4 separate regions of the Mus musculus genome follow, and all the other regions are linked to region 4. Evidence: chromatin contacts called from public Hi-C and HiCAR-type data. All regions are on one chromosome and are shown on one strand. Each heading gives the region's core, a stretch centred on a gene start, on an enhancer-like site or on the middle of the called end of the contact. The rest is flanking DNA. Distances are from core to core; before and after follow the strand shown. Region 1 holds the start of Ddhd2 (DDHD domain containing 2). Region 2 holds the start of Plpp5 (phospholipid phosphatase 5). Region 3 holds the start of Ash2l (ASH2 like histone lysine methyltransferase complex subunit). Region 4 holds the start of Plpbp (pyridoxal phosphate binding protein).

Region 1 (2,700 bases), core at 93-2,592, 1.3 Mb after region 4:
TACATGACACACACACACACACTGCATTGGCTGGTTTTGTGTGTCAACTTGACATAGGCTGGAGTTGTCACAGAGAGAGTAGCCTCCCTTGAGGAAATGCCTCAGTGAGATCCAGCTGTAAGGCATTTTCTCAATTAGTGATCAAGGGGGAAAGGCCCCTTGTGGGTGGGACCATCCCTGGCGGGTAGTCTTGGGTTCTATAAGAGAGCAGGCTGAGCAAGCCAGGTGAGGCAAGCCAGTAAAGAACATCCCACCATGGCCTCTGCATCAGCTCCTGCTTCCTGACCTGCTTGGGTTCCAGTCCTGACTTCCTTTGGTGATGAACAGCAATGTGGAAATGTAAGCTGAATAAACCCTTTCCTCCCCAACTTGCTTTTTCGTCATGATGTTTGTGCAGGAACAGAAACCCTAACACACACACACAGACAAATATATAAATGTAGTAATTTTTAAAGGTCGGAGACCAATATGGGGCTTCATAGCAAGGCCATCACAAAACAACAACAAAAAAAATCACACAAAAAATGGTGTTACATTAACGTGCAGATATTGGTGTGTAGGTGTTGACTTGCAGAGACTATGTGGTTTTTTTAAAAAAAAAAAAAGTCCACGTTTTGTTCCTTCTCAGTTTCTGGGGGAAAAAAAAAATCTCGAAGCCTTGTCTTATAATCAAGTTAGAAACCAGCAAAGCCTCTTGTCTTTCCTTCCCGTGGCACCTGCTAGTCAGGCGCTCCAGCGACAATCCGCATCTCTAGCCCTGCCAGTCTCCAGAGCGCTGGGCTTACGTGAATAGCCACCGCCATCACCCTACATCAACTAGGTCAAAAACAAAAAACAAAAAAGCCAACAAACAAAAACCTCATTTGCTGCCTCTTACAGCATCCGTATTCTGTCAGACTCACCTCTTAGGCTTTAGGGATAACTTTGACAGCCTCTCAATCCAAATAGAGGGAGGGAATGGAGGACAGACAGACAGACAGAGCCTTCAGTCACCCCAGTCCTGCCCACCGGGGTTGCCGGGACCCATGAGGGGTCAGAAGGTCCGATTTTCCTCCTTCAAAGCCTCAGCGCAGGCAAGGCCTCCCGTGCGTGTCCCCCACGCCCCTAGCGCGTGCCCGGCGCGTGCCCGGCGCCCGACGTCTGCCCGCAGGAGGAGCCAGGTCTCGCGCGAGTCCCCCAGTCCTCACCGCACATCTCGCGACACTTCGGAGGATCTTTCTGCGCCTCCGGCTCTCACCGGGAGCGCAGCCTCCGCGGGCGCACTGCTCTCCTCCGCTGGAGCGCTGAGGAGCCCGCGGTGTGGGGATTGGGGCGCGGCCGCAGGCTCCGCCCGTCCGCCCCGCCCGGCTTGGGAGGTAGGCTGCAGCGGCGATGTGGCCCGGGCTCCCTCCGCGAGGGCTGAGAGCGCGAGCGGCGGTGTGGACGAGCGAGTCCAGGTCCGCGCGGGAGCCTGGGCCGGGGCGAGCCGGGGGTGGAGAGGCTCCAGTGTGCACGGTATCCCGGGGCATCCGTGGACGGCTCGGCTGCTCTCCTAGATCCCGAACTCGGAGCCCCGAGCTGGCGGCGGGAGCAGGCCGAGGTCTCGGGAGGATAACGGGGAGGCCCGGGGAGTGTTGGTTCCTGAGCTGTGCGGTCCGACCGTGCCCGGTGCAGCGATGCCGCTCGTCCATCTCCCGTCCTGGGCTTTTGGGTTCTGCTTCTATGTCTGCAGCGCTAGTCCGCCGGGTGCTTTAGTGCTGGGGTCGGTGGGAACTCGCCCGACATCCATCGCCCCGGGGGCAGTTGAGGTCATTTGTCACTTTTCATCCGAAACTCTGGCTCTGCGTCTCGGTGGGTCGATGCGCAGCTATAGCCTGCAGGCAAAGTTTCTGTTTGGGCGTTAAATGTACCAGAGCCCGTATTGAAGCACACTGGGAGGATCAGCCAAAATGGTTCTTAAGCGATTAGTTCTGTTTTCTGTATAGTAAGATTCCAATAGTTATGTAAATGTGTGTGTAATTAGAAATGTACAATAGAGCCTGGGGCCTTAAACCTACCTGTTATTACTGTCTGACACACTAAATGGTTTGTAGTGTGCACACCTGGAGGTAGGAAATTTCCAGCCTTCGCTGGTGCTGCTACTTTTATTGTGAAAATTGTGGTAAAACACCCTGTTGCAATCAGTTTTGACCGTGTGTTTCTTGACATTTCTGGGTTTTCTAAAGAGCTTGTTGTATGATTAGACATTTTTTAGTTTTCTAAGGAGAATTGGAAGCTCAGTATAGAATGATGGAGCTGAACATTTTGTTTCTCTCCCCAAATAATTGTGTGTGTATAAAAATTATGTAGCTTTTAAATATTGCTGTTTTCAAGAACAGCTTCCAAAAATGGTTATTGAGCATATGAACATTACAGTGTTAATAGATGCAAAATAATTCTCCTGATAGTTTTTTTTATTTTGTCTTCTAGAGCGAAATGTCATCGGGGGAATCACACCAGGAGCAGCTGTCTCAGTCAGATCCGTCCCCATCCCCGAACTCTTGTAGTTCCTTCGAACTCATAGACATGGACGCCAGTAGTTCCTATGAACCCGTTTCTCCACATTGGTTTTATTGTAAGGTACTAGATTCCAAGGAGCTCTGGATTCCTTTCAACTCTGAGGATTCACAGCAGCTGGAAGACGCATATGGCTCTGGTAGGAAGAAACTGATGACTCTAATA
Region 2 (2,819 bases), core at 190-2,689, 1.3 Mb after region 4:
ATTGTATCTTAGCACAGAGCAGCTAGTCATACTGCAGCTTTAGGTACATAAAGGTGGTCGCTGTGGGAAATACTCAGGACAGGACGCAGACCAGGTGGTACACTTGGAACAGGCAGAGGGCAGGGAGAGGGAGTTCTGGTGAGAAAGGAGAGACTAGTCTGAGAATCCGGGTAAACACTGCTTGAGAATGTGGTGGTGTGTGTGTGGGGGGCGCTCAGGGAGGTTTGAGTGCCAAGGCTTCTCACTTACCTGCCCACTATCAGTTTGATTATGTTGGTAAAGACACCATTCAGAGCTAGGGCAAGGCTGGCAGCTGGAAAGCAAAGAAGCCGTTAGTGCCATCTGCTTGGAGAAGAGTAAGCCACCACCTCATGAGTAGAGCCTTCATTGCTTTGAGATAGAACCCAACCAGAATAAAAACCCAAACGGCCTAGGGGCAGAGAAGTGGAGCACTGAGGAACACCTATGTGGCACCTGTGTTAATAGGGAACACCTGTGTGGTGTCTGTGTTAATAAGGAACACCTGGCCGGGCGTGGTGGCACACGCCTTTAATCCCAGCACTTGGGAGGCAGAGGCAGGTGGATTTCTGAGTTCAAGGCCAGCCTGGTCTACAAAGTGAGTTCCAGGACAGACAGGGCTACACAGAGAAACCCTGTCTCGAAAAAACAAACAAACAAAAAGGAACACCTGTGTGGCGCCTGTGTTATTAAGCACATTCTCATCAGTACTGCTTTTTGGTCTCATGGGGTAAAAAGACATACTTTAGGGGTACAGAGTAGCTGAACCCCATAGCTACTTGCCAACACTAAGACAGGAACAACTGGAACAAGGGCGACTTACCGAGGCAGGCTTGCTTGCTGTCGGTAGCGTCAGCTTTCCTTAGAAACTTGGCGAGGAAGATCAGGGACAGTGGAGTGAGAAAGGCAATGACCTGAAGGTAAAACACAGGGTCGGTAAAACCAAGTCCCTCCTGGCCTAAAGCACCAGCTGCCGCGCACTAACCAAGATCGGGGCTCAGATTGCCCACCAGACGCCTCGCCCTAGCCCTGGAACTCAAGGCAGGGGAGGAGTCCCTGCCAGCGGAGGAGGGCGGGAGGGCAGCTCACGCACAAACATGCGGCCGGTGGGGAAGTATTCCGCCTCCACGTACGGGTTCCTGTAGAGCCACAGCTCCTCGGGCTGGATCCGCCGCTGGAAGGGAGGGAGCAGCTCGGTCACCCTGGGGAGGAAACGGGGAAGATTGACAGGCTACCTCGGCGGAAGAACCTGCCGCCCCGAGCCGCTTAGGAAGTGCGAGCGCCCAGGGACGCCTGGGAGCGTTGACAGATCCTTACAGGAAAGCCACAAAGAGCAGGACCCGCACGCCCAGCTCGGCTCCCAGGGCCGCCGTCCCCATCCCGCCATACGTGCGGATCAGACGCTGACGTGGCCCCGGCGCGCCGTGGTTCCGCCCGCCCGGTGTCCAGCGCCACCTAGCGAACTCCGCGGGGACTGACTACCAGCGGGGCCTCCGGGCTACAGGAAATTCAGAGCTCATTTGCTGTGTTATGAGTACCACCTAACAGATCACCTTTGGGTCTCAAAGCAATGTGTCCTTCACCAACCACCCAGATCAGCTTATAGGACAAGAAAAGGAACGTCATTCTCCAGAGATGCTTCCTCTACAAAAGCAAACCAGAAAGCCCACTTTAAAGAAACTATGTCTTTGGAGCATTTCGAAGGGAAAAAACTGGGCTGAGGGTGAGTGGTTGTATTTTTGTGTCTCATTTCCCAGTAAACTGTACCATGAAATTACAGGTAAAGAACCAGCCCATATTCTTAAGTAGACCATACAGGACAATTTATTAAAGTCAACCTCAAGCAAGACCTGAAATCAATGGAATGCCATTAAAAGCTTTCCCACATTCTTACAGAAGCAGAAAACATATTTGAATTCTAAAGTATCTGTAAGTTAAAAAGGCAGGATTCCAGTAAATACAATGTACAAAACCTGTCCCACCAGCACACATCAGTAAGAAGCTCAAATGTTACAGGCAATCTCACATACACTACACTAGTTAACAGATATGTACAGGTTAACTAAGATGGTAGGCTCATACTTTGCAATAAGACATTGGTCAATAAACAAAATCCTTAAACTATATTTTGAAGTCATTAAACAGTAATGCCCTAGTAGAATACCCCTGGGGAACATTAACACTAACCCCTTAGTGTTAGGAGCGCCAAGTCACAGAAACTAAAGAGACTGACTAATGGATGTTGACACTTTGATATTTCACAGGTCTACAGCGTTCATTACAGGTAAATACAGATGTAAACAATCTATCAAGAACTTTATTCAAAGAACACAAGGTGAGGGTGGGATCTGCAGATATGTGTTTATTGTGTAATATTTAAATGGACACAAATGAATTTGCCATAGCAGTTGAAAATACACAAATCTTTGTATATAAAAAGAACTTTTTAGCCAGCTGTAATCAGTTAGCAACTTGGTTATTAGCGGCAATACAGTTACTTACCATAGGGTACAAAAAATGAGATGTTAATTGATAACAAAAGTGTAATTCCCTCATTCCCTTTAACTGACAAGAATTCCCTGTTGAGGCAAAATGGCAGATACTTGAAAGCCATCTGCACAGAGCAAGGCTCAGTCAGCAGGTAAGGAAGGCTTCTCGTCCCTTAACGGACGCAGTGAAGTCACAAGAAAACCAAGGACCGAATACTGACTTTGGCAACTTCTATTTTCCCTTGAACTTACAAGTCAATGACTTTCAGAGCCTACTGAAGGACAAACAATACTTTTCTCCCCCCTCCCCCA
Region 3 (2,921 bases), core at 361-2,860, 1.2 Mb after region 4:
TGGGGTACCCAGTCCCAGTGGGTATATCTCCAACATCATACCTAAGGCTCAGAAAACATTGAGGGAGAGGGGAACAGAGAGACTGTAAAAGCCAGGGGACTGGGACCTGTGCCATGAAGTGATGGCTATCAGGAACGACCCATGACGTCACAACAATATGGCTGCCCAAATGAGATCTAACTATGGCAATCCTAATAGACATATTAACATGGAAGGGGGAAATCTCTAAAAAGTCATGCATTTGAGAGGGTAAGGTGGGGCATGGGGGGGGGAGGATCGGTCCCCATTCACACAACAGTTGTTATGATGTCTAGGGAGGCTTGGGAGGTGAACGTTTGCTGGTGGAGGTAAGTCACTGGGGGCAAGCTTACACGAAAAAAGTGAAGCCGCTTCCTTGAAGTTCTCCCTGTCTGCTTGGTGATTCTGATAGAGAATTCGAGCTCTCAGCCTTGTCTGATAGTCACCATTTCAGATCCTTGCTGCCTTATCTCCCCACCATCATGGATTCTTATCTCTTTGAACCCCCCTCAACCAAGATCCCCCCTCCCCTTGCTTAAGATATTTTTGGTCATGGCGGCACTTTCTCCTAACAACTGCAAAGTATCAATGATCTCTAATCCCTAAGTGTGTTTGTTTTAAAACAGCAAATTTATGGTCCGTGAGATGGCCCAGTGGGCAAAGGCGGCACTTGCTTGCCAAGCCTGAGCTAGATTCCTAGAACTCACATAGTGGAGGGAAAGAAAGCTCTTCTCACCATATTGTCCTCTCACCTGTCCAGTGCACTATGCCACATACATGCGCACACATCCGTAAAGCGCACACACACGCGGAGGATGGGGGTGAGGCGGCAGTTTCTATTTTGCTAGGGTTTAGAGCCCACCCATATGCTTGCACTCAGTCCAGGGGTTTAGCTACCAGCAGACATCCCTTTCTTACTCGTTTCTGCCCTTCTCGCTAAGGCCCAAACCTTGCTGAATTCTGTCCTCTGCTAGCACTCTCGCCTGGAGCTCTACTTCCCTCCGTGAACTAGCAATTCGTGTTCCTCGAGCGCACAGCACTTCTAGCCTCCTCTGGCCAGATGTTTCTTTTCCTAACGTCTTTTCCACCCACAACTACCTCGGGCTCTCTGGAATCAGACCTCTAGTCTCTCCAAAAGCCGCCTGGAAACGGGGCTTCTGGCGGCCAGCTACGCAGTTACAGACGCTCCCGGCAGGTGTGAGCCAGAGTGCTCCTTTGTTGTTGTTTGGAAGTTTCCTACGTTTTAGGGTTTTAGTATGATCGCCTGCTCCGCACAGTGTAAAGGGGAGTCTCTCACATCCTCATATGTGCCGTGATTTCCACTCTTAGCCACGACTATGAGCAGGCGTTTTGAATAATTCAAGTCCCAAGAGGAAAGCAAAGGACAGACCTCCTAAGTGGCTCCCTTCAAACCTGGGCAATCCGAGTTGCGCCCTGCCTTTTTCTTTCTTCCTTTCTTTTTTTTTTTTTTTCTGGCCTTAAAGCGGCGGACTCAAAGTGCGTCCTTCCCAAGTAAGTGGCGGGCCCCCCAACAAAAGGTCTTTCCCACTTTAAGAGCGCCGTGCGTGGCGGCAACTCGCCGCATAGATATATTCTCGCGAGAGCTTGGGAAGGAGCAGCGATGGCGGCGGCTGGAGCGGGTCCTGGTCCGGGAGTCAGCGCCGGCCCTGGTCCCGGAGCCGCTGCAAGTGCCACAACGGCGGAGGACCGAGAGACAGAGCCGGTGGCCGCGGGGGCTGGCGAGGGGCCGTCAGCCGCCCCGGGAGCGGAGCCCAGCTCCGGAGAGGCCGAAAGTGGGTAAGGCAATCCACTCGCAGCCCCGGGGACGCGCGAGGGCCCGCCCCTCGTGGAAGCCCGCGGCTCGCGCCGCCCGGTGTCGCCCTCCGGATCCAGGTCCCGCAGCCAACGGCTCGGCCCGCCCGCCCACCCGGTACCCTCCGCAACCCCGCTGGCTGCTTGCTTGTGGACTCCAAGCCGCTCCTCGGCTCCTCGGCTCCCATCAGCACCAGTGTGAGCCAAGAGCGTTTCCCCCTCTAGCGCCCCGGAAGACCTCGCTGATCCCTCTTGCAATGCTTGGTCCTGAAAGCACTGAGGACGGCAGCCTCCCGTCGTTAGCCCAGTGCACTAGGAATCCCTGGGCCGCGAACACATTTGTCTTGCTTGACAACCTCCCTCCTAATACTCAGGATTGTTCTCTCGTGGGCATCCCGTTCAGGACATGAAAAAGATATACCCTCCGTATTTGGACCATTGTGTTTTTCTGTTTAGGAAAGGCCATTTTGATGTTTGTCTTTTCATTATAGGGATGCAAACTTGGTTGATGTAAGTGGTCTGGAGACAGAATCTTCTAATGGAAAAGATACTTTGGTAAGTATTTCCTCTGAGGCCTTTGGAAGGCGAACTAGATTTGGTTTTAAAATGTTTAATCTATTTTTTTTTTTTTAAAAAGTAGTCAGGCCATTTGATTCTCTTATTGCCCTGTGGCTCCAGGAAGGTACCGGAGACACTTCAGAAGTGATGGATACCCAGGCGGGCTCTGTGGATGAGGAGAATGGGCGGCAGTTGGGAGAAGTGGAGTTGCAGTGTGGGATATGTACAAAATGGTTCACCGCTGACACCTTTGGAATAGACACGTCGTGAGTACATTTCATGGCCTTCTAGACAGCATGATCCTGGAGAGATGGCTTAGCATTTTAGATCACTAGTTACCCTTTCAGGGGTTTGGGCTTGATTCCCAGTATTCACATGGCAGCTCAAGGAACCCCAGTTCTGGGGTGGAAGGGGAAATTATGTAATCATATTTCTTTTTTTTTAATTAATTTATTTATTTTATGTATATGAGTACACTGTAGCTATACAAATGGTTGTGAGCCATCATGTGGTTTCTGGAAATTGAACTCAGG
Region 4 (2,700 bases), core at 66-2,565:
CTGATGTAATTATTAATAACGCTTCCACTCACCCTGGAAGAGGCTCAATTGAGATAAAGACATACACTGCCTTGTTCAGTCTATGAATCAACCAACAGTCAGCAGAGTTGACAACGAGACACCCACAACTCAGTGTTCAGGATTAGATTCACGCAAAGTCTCCTCACATCCATTACATAAAATGAAGGGTTTCCCTGCTTTCCTTACGTCTACCCCACCGTTTCTGAGACTGTCACAGAACCACAGTGCTCTCAAGGACTTGGAGACGTCACATCAATTACCACACGGTCTCCTGCTGCCTCCTTCTGAGGGACTGACTGTGTCTAATTCCTAGTGTGATGATGAACTAACTGGAGGCTTCCAGAGACAAATCGGTCAAGCAGGCCTAACTCCCGAGGCGGGCTGCATTAGGGAAATCCCGAGAACTCCGGTACCAGGAAGGTGGTAGGAACTCCCAAGGCTCTCTTAATTTCCTTCCCCTGTGAGGAACCCTAGCTAGGGCTAGAGTAGTTAACTGGACATGCCCAGACATCAGGTAAGAGAAGACTATGTTAATTCAGCCTTCGGTTTTCAGGCATCATTTTGAAATCTCAGACCATGAACACTAGATCAGAAAGGAAAGGTGTTTGATTTTTTTTTTTTTTCTGTCTCACTTCACATAACGTAGCTTAATTTGCATGGAGAAAAGCAGATACTGGCACCGGTCTAGAAGTCCAATGGGGGACATAACAACCATACGAAAATAACAAACGCTTGTGACAGGGCACCTGACAGCTCCCGCCCGCTCTGTGTGTGTCAAGTTCACGCGCAGCTAGACCACGGCTCGCGGCCGCCGCAACGCACGTGATCGCGGGTGGACACGGCCCTCCCAGGGCTCTAGTACCGTGGTGACGAATGGCGTGGTGGTACCGAGGGCAATGACGAATGGCGAGACGCCTGGATACGAGTCACTTGCCCTAAATGAACACCTTTCTCCAACCAAGCCAACCTCCCGGCAAGTCCCGATCCTCAAGGCCAGACCGACCGCCATGGAAACCCAGCGATCCCCTCTGCAGCCCCCGCCCCTCCGGGAGCCCCTTCTGCGTCACCGTGACACCTCGTCCCACGTAGGTGTCCCCCTTCCAGCCCTCCCCAGTGCCCTTCCGCCGGTCCTCACCCGCGGCCGCCGCGCCACACTCTGCTGGACTCGCTCGTTCACGGCCCGCAGCGCGAACCCGACTCCCAGCTCCGCCGTCATGCTGCCACCTCTCAACATTCCCAAGAGGATGCCCGGAGGACCCGCGACTCACCGAGCCCACCTTCCGGTCCCGCCCCCTTCCTGAGAGGTCCAATCGCCGCTCACCATCCAGCCACTTCCCCAGCGGAGGTTGGCCACCCAGGCGGGCGCCATCTTGGGGAAGGCGGAGGTTACCCGGACTGAAAGCCTCCTAGGGAGTTCAAGGGCTGGGCGGGCCGGTATAAACCAAGACATTAAAGTAACTTTCATTCATCCGTTCCGTTCCTTTCCTTTTTCCTTTCTTCTTTTCCTTTCCCTTCCCTCCCCTCTCCTTCCCATTTTTAAATTTCTTTCGAGACAGGGCTTCTCTGTGTCCTGGCTGTCCTGGAACTCATTCTCTAGATCAGGGTGGCCTTGAAATCCCAAGTGCTGGGTCTAAAGGCGTGTGCCACCACTGCCCAGCTATTATTTCTTTTTTAAAATATTTATTTTATGTGCGTTGATTTGTTTTGTCCTCATGTATGTATGTGCATGCACCGTCGTATCTGTGGTGCCATGGCCAGGAGAGTTTTGGATCTCGACCTGATGGTTGTGAGCCATCATGTGTGCTGGGGACAGAATTCTGGTCCTTTGCAAGAGCAACAGGTGCACTTGACTACTGATCCATCTCTCCAGCCCCCTTTTAATTTAAATATTTTTATTTATATTTTTGTTGTGTGGGTGTTTCCCCTGAACGTTAAGTCTGTGAACTGCCACAGAGGTCAGAGGAGGGCATAGAACTCTCTGGAACTGATGAGTGGATAGATGGGTGCTGGGTTCTGAACCTCTATAAGAGCAGTAAGTGCTCTCTCTCCATTCCCAGACTTTAGGAGTAATGATATTGAAGGTAAATGCCTCTTCATATACTGCTGTCACCACAGTGAAAAAAACCCCAAAACCTGAAAGGGCCCAGAAGGCTGTTACAGAGTGAGCCTAATGAGAAGCTGGCTGTGGAGCTGCAGTTGGGAAGTACTAGTCAGGAATAAGTGGGTCAAGTTTAAAGGGTTCGTGAAGGCTGGGATGGACGTGAAGTCAAAGAGATGCTCTGCTTCAAAAAATTGAAGGTGATAAGACAGGTCAGGGGTCAGAGGCGCTTGCTGTCCAAAGTCATATGGTGGAAGGAGAAAGCAGACTCCTGCAGATCTCCACATGAATGCCAGGGTGTCTGAGCATGTGCGCATGCACAAGGATGTATACATACATATGTACACAGATGTAAAAATGAGACCTATAAATACTACAGATTTAGGGTGGGGCCTCTATCTATCTATCTATCTATCTATCTATCTATCTATCTATCTATCTACCTACCTACCTACCTACCTACCTACCTACCTATCTGCACATATACATAAACACACACAGAACCTACTACTACTGTTTTGCTAAATGGACATGGCAGCAAACTGTCTTCAGAATATTTATATCCACAGGTTAGTGCTGAC

Evidence for each region. A called contact is a pair of places that touch in the nucleus more often than the background predicts. HiCAR-type assays count read pairs that join an accessible place to other places.
Region 1: a contact with region 4 is called in a Hi-C map of B cells, with 11 read pairs. The contact joins the promoter of Ddhd2 here to the promoter of Plpbp in region 4. A contact is called at or near these places in 4 of 39 promoter capture datasets (the 3T3-L1 cell line, hippocampal neurons, liver and 1 more), 1 of 484 Hi-C or Micro-C datasets (B cells), 5 of 115 datasets of contacts at active chromatin or transcription factors (astrocytes, embryonic forebrain, embryonic stem cells and 2 more) and 2 of 9 other capture datasets (adipose tissue and liver).
Region 2: a contact with region 4 is called in a HiCAR-type map of astrocytes, with 3 times the contacts expected there. The contact joins the promoter of Plpp5 here to the promoter of Plpbp in region 4. A contact is called at or near these places in 11 of 39 promoter capture datasets (the 3T3-L1 cell line, the HPC-7 cell line, HPC-7-derived erythroid cells and 7 more) and 2 of 115 datasets of contacts at active chromatin or transcription factors (astrocytes and stem cell-derived neural progenitor cells).
Region 3: a HiCAR-type map of astrocytes shows a contact between it and region 4, with 6 times the contacts expected there. The contact joins the promoter of Ash2l here to the promoter of Plpbp in region 4. A contact is called at or near these places in 5 of 39 promoter capture datasets (embryonic stem cells, liver, pre-B cells and 1 more), 5 of 115 datasets of contacts at active chromatin or transcription factors (astrocytes, embryonic stem cells, large pre-B cells and 2 more) and 2 of 9 other capture datasets (macrophages and pancreatic islet).

The regions. Positions count from the first base shown.
Region 1 is chr8:25,752,922-25,755,621 of GRCm38.p6, reverse strand. It overlaps Ddhd2 (DDHD domain containing 2), which reads left to right and starts at 1,342. Exons shown (of 18, transcript NM_028102.1): 1 at 1,342-1,436; 2 at 2,449-2,674. The coding sequence starts at 2,455. Gm17484 (predicted gene, 17484) reads right to left here and starts at 1,142. Exons shown (of 2, transcript NR_154462.1): 1 at 903-1,142.
Region 2 is chr8:25,718,668-25,721,486 of GRCm38.p6, reverse strand. Plpp5 (phospholipid phosphatase 5) reads right to left here and starts at 1,439. Exons shown (of 7, transcript NM_028000.1): 1 at 1,336-1,439; 2 at 1,112-1,220; 3 at 842-932; 4 at 250-313. The coding sequence starts at 1,397. Nsd3 (nuclear receptor binding SET domain protein 3) reads right to left here. Exons shown (of 23, transcript NM_001081269.2): 23 at 1,820-2,819.
Region 3 is chr8:25,839,476-25,842,396 of GRCm38.p6, reverse strand. Ash2l (ASH2 like histone lysine methyltransferase complex subunit) reads left to right here and starts at 1,610. Exons shown (of 16, transcript NM_011791.3): 1 at 1,610-1,815; 2 at 2,322-2,385; 3 at 2,509-2,654. The coding sequence starts at 1,640.
Region 4 is chr8:27,041,170-27,043,869 of GRCm38.p6, reverse strand. Plpbp (pyridoxal phosphate binding protein) reads right to left here and starts at 1,315. Exons shown (of 8, transcript NM_054057.4): 1 at 1,157-1,315. The coding sequence starts at 1,255.